Linked DNA regions of Macaca mulatta: region 1 is linked to region 2. A link is a contact called in public Hi-C data. All regions are on one chromosome and are shown on one strand. Each heading gives the region's core, a stretch centred on a gene start, on an enhancer-like site or on the middle of the called end of the contact. The rest is flanking DNA. Distances are from core to core; before and after follow the strand shown. Region 1 has its middle 180 kb from the start of PRICKLE2. Region 2 holds the start of PSMD6 (proteasome 26S subunit, non-ATPase 6).

Region 1 (2,911 bases), core at 127-2,626, 380 kb after region 2:
ACCCCCCAGATGGTTCACTTAGACTCAATTGTCGTCTCTTAAGATCAACCTTATAAAAGTTTAACAAGAGATGTGAACTGACGTTTATGGAGCATATGTGAGGCACACTGCATAGGTCATCTTATTTAATTTTTACAAGTGTACTCTAATCAGGCACATGGGTGTCAATGGGAAAGCTCTGGAAGGCCAGGCCAAGCTCTTGAGCCAGAATGAATCTCTTAAATGCCAGCATCATGATTCTGACTGATGGCCAGGTCCTCTGTCCCTTGTTTGAAAACATAAACCCAAACATGCAACAATGAAGATAAGCACAACCCAACAATAGTTGTTACTTCTTTTTATACAGTGAGTTCTGGAGACAAAAGGATGCTGCCCTGTTAGGATAAGGATGTGGCATGAAGAAAATTCCTCTAGTTTTCTATAACACAGAGAGATCTTGGAGAAGTTACCCTGCTATCTGGTGACCCAGGAAAGTGCTGAATACAAAAGCTGCTGGCAGCTGGTTTAACTTACGCAATGCATTTCTTGACATGGTTCTCAAACATTGTGGAAATGAGAATGCATGTAACAGACTTGCCTGAACTTCATATTTCCCTTCTCAGTTTTCCTCCTGAGCCTCTCCCAGTGGCCTGGCTAAATTCCAGAAGCAAACAGTATCCTCATATGTTCCCATCTCTTTATTAACTTCTATAGCAATAACTTCAGATTCCTTGTCATGCCCTCATTTCATTAAAATCTGTCCATCAAGAGAAACACTGAGTAGCCCACTTTTGCCCTGTACCCATCAGAGGTATTTGCACTGGATCAGACATTCAGCTCACAAATTGTGATGATTTTTACAACAGAAATTCTCCAAAGGGGAATTATGTGTTTCTGGAAGAATTCTGAGCATCTCTCTGACCTGACTATGGCTCATTACCAAGAGCATGTGAGAGCAGAATGGAAGGGAAACTGATGAAAACCACTTATAAGTGTCTCCGGAGAAACAAAACAAAACAAAAAAAAACCCTTTGATTTTTATATGTCTCAAAGATGATGTACTTGGTTCTATCATGTGACCTGGGAAGAAACAAACAGCAGGAAAATAAACCTGAGATCTCATCTTCTAAATCAACATTCCACTTGAGTTCCTCTATTTGATGAACAAATGAAGGCATCCTAGAAGCTTCTCTTTTCTTTTCCTCCCCAAATATGCCAGCCTTTGATTTTCAAGCTATGATAAGATAGATGTGGAAGTGAAAAGAAGACTGTCATATACACATATTTGGACAAAAAGAAGACCAAAAATGCCAGCCCTCATTTCTAGTCAACCAATAGAGAAGGGAAAGGAGCAGAGTGGAATATAGGAACGGAAGCTATTTTGAAGGTTTCCCATGGTTACAGCTGCTATGGAAATCATTTTCTTCTCTGGGGTTTCAAAGATATCCAAGCCCAGCTTCAATCACGGTTTAAAGAAGGAGAACAAAGGTAGAACACGGACTGAAATTGCTTCTTTTATTTAAAGTTTTAAAAGGTTCCAAAATTGGGATGGTTGGAGGATGGGTACAGGCACTAATGGTAGTGGTAACCTCAAAAGACTCCATATCAGAGTTGCCCAGCAGGGGACAAAATCAATCTCTCATGGCCTGGAGAGAAACCTGCACTTTCTGGACCTAGACGGTGACAGATGGATCTTTCTAAAGCACAAATCGAATCATGTCACTCCCCTGTGTAAAAGCATTCAACAGCTTCCCACTGTTCTTAGGATAAAATCCTTAATATCCATGACAGTCTGGTCCGGGGGCATCCTGCTCCACCTCATCTCTTTCTCTGCCTTGTTTCCTACGAGGTGGCCACCCTGGTTTTTGGCCCATCAAATGTGGTAAGAGGCTTCCTGCTTCAGGGCCTTTGCACCTGCTGTCGCCTCTGCCAGGGACACTCATGCTCCCCCCACCCCATCACCTGGTCACCTTTCACTTCTCACGTTCAATGGCACTTTCTCTGCCCCCCTCCCCCACCAGCTTGCTCAGGCCATCTTGACCTTCCCTATAGCACCTGCTGCAATTTATTTAATCTATAATTAGATGCTTCATGAGCACAAAGAAGTGGAGTAGAAGCTTCATGAGGGCAGGGACTAAATCTCCACCTTCCCCTGCTGCACCCAGTCCTTCGTTCAGTGCCTTGCACATGCACTCAGTAAATATTTAATGAATGAATGCTTTAAGGGAATGTCACAGGTAGATTCTACCTGTCTCTTCCTCCCCAGTGTCAAGGCATGGTATTTCTGTAAGCCCCAATCACCACATCTATGGCAGCTTTACAGGAGTCTCATAAATATGGACTAGAGCTATAGCTTAGGTAGGGCTTAGGTTTTAAAGTTAGCACACAATGTCAGATCAAGTACAGAGTGATCAACCAGGGGCAATTTGCCCCCAAGGGACATGGGGCAACATCTGAAGATATTTTTGGTTGTCACAACCAGCATCTAGTGGGTAGAGATCCAGGAAGCTGCTAAATGTTCTACAATGCACAGGAATGCTTCCACAATAAGAATTATCTGACTCAAAGTGTCAACAGTGCTGAGGTTCAGAAACTCTGGTGTAGAGTGAACATTCCCCTTAACGATCCATTCCAGAACTGATTTTATCAATATTCCTCATGATCCATTTATGCCATCTTGGAGAGTGATAACCACCTCTCCTGGTCTATCCCAGCAGGTTTTTCTCCAATGTTGAAACAGATACTACTGCTTCAGTTGAAAACTAGAGAAAGTTGCTGGCTTGCACTAAAGGGCCACAGTGCATGAAAACAATATGTATCTTTAAACACTAACATCTCACTTAGCATGGCAAGAAGCCCACACCACCAGAGGCATTAAAAAACTGAAACCAACTAGAACTTGGAAAGTCATGTCCTTTCTGTCCTGCTCACA
Region 2 (3,287 bases), core at 215-2,714:
AAAGACACCAGACCAGTGCTTCCCAACCAACTGAGAAAACTGCTGAAAATGATCCCAATTTTGTAAAAGCAGTAAATAAAATTCTCTAGATCTACACTTACGTTTTTATTGGCATGGGGTGAAATGGGGAAGAATACAGCCCTAGCTGCTGTTTAGGGAAATGACAAGGCATTTCATGGAGACTTTTTCATCTTTACATTGATTCACTAGTATAAGCAAGCATGATTACCTTTATACTTTTTCTAAAACGAAGTTAATTTTTTTAATGAGAAACGATTATCTGGAATAGTCCCCAATTTTAGCCCACACTAACTACAGAGAGGGGAAACCATCTCCACTCACTTTGTCACCTATCCGGCAGAGGTACTCGGCCTTTGCCATCATTGCATCGCGAATTTCGCTCTCTCCTAGATTCTTCTCTGCATCTTCCAGCTCCTCATCCAAACGCTTCAACTCGTCTTCATTTGCCTTCTTCATTTTATTGAGTAGGTCCACGTCTATCTGCCAGTCGAGGGATCTGCACAAGGCTTCATAGTAAGGAGCCATGTCTGACATGCAAAAAGAGGGATGTGTGAGTGGGGACACTTGTGCCCTCAAGTCAAAGTCGGCCCAAGTCTTTCACCCCCCGACCCCCAATAAGTCATCCACCAGTCTCTTCCCCACTAACAGGAAGGCAAGGGATGGCGCTTAATAATCGACTTGGCAAAACATGAAACGTATGCTGGTGGGAGGTTTGCGTGAGGGCCAATCCTGGCACTGCCAACCTCTACTAGGGCTGGAGGGAGGGCAATCCTCGGTTTGCTCTTGCCGGATTCTGTTCCAAAAGTCTTCAAACAGGGAAAGACTTTTTATACACACATATGTTCAAACACTCACATTCACTATAGAAGGGCCAAAAAGAACCGAACCCAAATTTCCTTCCACAGGCAAGCTGAACTCTCCTGCTGGAATACCCCGCGCCCGGGAGCAGTCCCGAATGACAGTAAGTCACGGGGCCTTTACTCTGTGCCTAGCACAGGGATAAATATTAATGCCTCACGACTCTCCTCCAAGCTGCCCTTACAGGGGAAGGCCGCACAGAGATGCCAACCGCTCCGAGATAAGGCGAGGTCCCCCAGGGTATCCCCAAACCAAAGCAAAACCCTAAGGACCGGAGAAGCCAGGCCTGGTCTCGGAGACCCCGTCAGAGGGACGCCCCGGGGTCTGGAGCTCCATCAAAAAAAGTCCCCGTAGGCTCCGGAACGCGGGGACGGCCCAGGCCTAGGCCGCTGACTCGGCGCTCGTGCGGGCCTCACTGTTATCGCGGACGGCCGCCATCAGCTCGTCGCGCACGGCAGCGTCTCCGCGGTGCTCGGGCAGGCTGAGCAGGAAGCGCAGCTGCGCGATGCGCAAGTCGGGGTTCTTGGGCAGACCCTCCTCCTCCAGGTTCTCCAGCGGCATCGCGGCGATGGGAACAGGGGCTGACAGGAGACAACTCGGTTCCGACCGGCTACGGCAGCGGAAGCGGGAGGAGTCGGCGAATACGCCCGGCCGCCTCCGGCCCGACTTCCGGCTCCGTCTCCGCCGGCAGCGTCCTCTGCTGGACACCTCCGGGAACGCCTCGCCCGGCCTGGGCGCCTGCGCCCCAGTGTGGTCACCGCGGGCTTTTCCACGCTCAAGGCCCCGGCGGAGTCGCAGAGTGGGTGCGGCCCAACTCAAAAGCCCAATTTCTTGAATCTCTTTCTCACTCCCTTTTTAGCTATTTTACTTTCTGTTTGTAACTGATGGGACCTTAAAATTTTTTGAAAAATGAAAATGTAATAACAGCATCAATAAAAAATCACCATAGTTTGTCGAGTCGTTACTCTTACGCATCTCATTAAAATCATCTTCATGCTGCGAGGTAGTACTATTAGCCTATTTAGTAGGTAAGACAACTGAGGCACAAAGAGGTTAGGGAAACTGATCAACCAAGGTCATGTAACAGCCGTGTTGCAAGGCCTAAATGAAAACCCCTATCTAGAACTCTAAAATCCACATTCTTTCTGCAGTTTTTAGAAGAAAAAAACTGCACCCAGGATTCTGCGTCATAGTACAACAGCATGGTCGTTTTGTTTACATATAAATTAAATCAAATCATTACATGCCTGCATTTTCAGCCTCCTTTTGTTTATATTGCTGTAGATCTTCAGAGTTGGTCATGGTTACATTAAATTCCGTTTTGTTTTGTTTTTTTGAAACGGAGTCTTGCTCTGTCACCCAGGCTGGAGTGCAGTGGCACAATCTTGGCTCACTGCAACCTCTGCCTCCTAGCTTCAATCGAGGTGCTGCCTGCCAGCACCACCACGCCTGGCTAATTTTTGTATTTTTAATAGAGACGAGGTTTCACCATGTTGGCCAGGCTGGTCTTGACCTTCTGACCTTAAATGATCCGCCCGCCTCAGCCTCCCAAAGTGCTGGGATTACAGGTGTGAGCCACCCTGCCTGGCCTAAATTCCATCTAATGGATTTACCGTAATTTACTTTCACTCTTCCCTCTCTTAGAGGTATCTTTAAGGTTGACTAGAGTTTTTACTTACGTAATATAAAAACTTAGATGAAGACTTTGGATGTCTAGATGACTTCATGTTTTGCATCTTTTTCCTTAACATAAATTCCCAAGAAGGAATAATGGACTAAGGAAAGAAGGATTTTGTGACTTGGGGATATTTAATGTTAAATGGTTTTCCAAAAGAGCTGAACCAGTTTACATAGCCGCCGAAACAGGTGAGACTGCCACATCTCAAAGGCAGCAGGCATCATCACATGATTTAAATGTATTATTTGTTTCTATAAAAATGAAACAAGCATTTTGAAGACAACTCAAATGATAGAGAATATATGAAGAGTAAAAAAATTTACTATTAAATAGCTCTCCACCACTGCTAAACTTTTGGTGAAAAACTTTCTAAACATCTTTCATTTAGTCATTCAACAAACATGGTTGCATGGTTACAAAGTACCATGCACTGTCTTAGGCCTCAAGGACTCAGCAGTGAAGAGCACAAAGCCCTGTCTTTGGAACTTACATTCTAGAGAAGCATAGCTTCTTTAAAACTCACCTGAGTATATTAACATGATAATTCTATACTCGCACATTTTATTTTATTTATTTATTTATTTTTAGACGGAATCTCCCTCTGTCACCCAGGCTGGAGTGCAGTGGTGTGATCTTGGCTCACTGCAACCTCTGCCTCCTGGGTTCAAGCAATTCTCCTGCCTCAACCTCCCAAGTAGTTGGGACTACAGGCCCCCGCCACCACACCCAG

Evidence for each region. A called contact is a pair of places that touch in the nucleus more often than the background predicts.
Region 1: a Hi-C map of cortical neurons shows a contact between it and region 2, with 5 times the contacts expected there. The contact joins the enhancer-like site here to the promoter of PSMD6 in region 2. A contact is called at or near these places in 6 of 14 Hi-C or Micro-C datasets (blood, cortical neurons, fetal cortex germinal zone and 3 more).

The regions. Positions count from the first base shown.
Region 1 is chr2:127,965,280-127,968,190 of T2T-MMU8v2.0, forward strand. It overlaps a transcript of PRICKLE2 not described here. Among named protein-coding and RNA genes, the nearest start is that of PRICKLE2, 180 kb to the left of the region's middle. Within about 2 kb of position 1,377, at least 7 of the 40 cell types and tissues checked have an H3K27ac peak or open chromatin away from gene starts, as enhancers often do. A contact at or near this core is called in cortical neurons, where this site is marked.
Region 2 is chr2:127,581,164-127,584,450 of T2T-MMU8v2.0, forward strand. It overlaps PSMD6 (proteasome 26S subunit, non-ATPase 6), which reads right to left and starts at 1,465. Exons shown (of 8, transcript NM_001266757.1): 1 at 1,296-1,465; 2 at 343-548. The coding sequence starts at 1,440.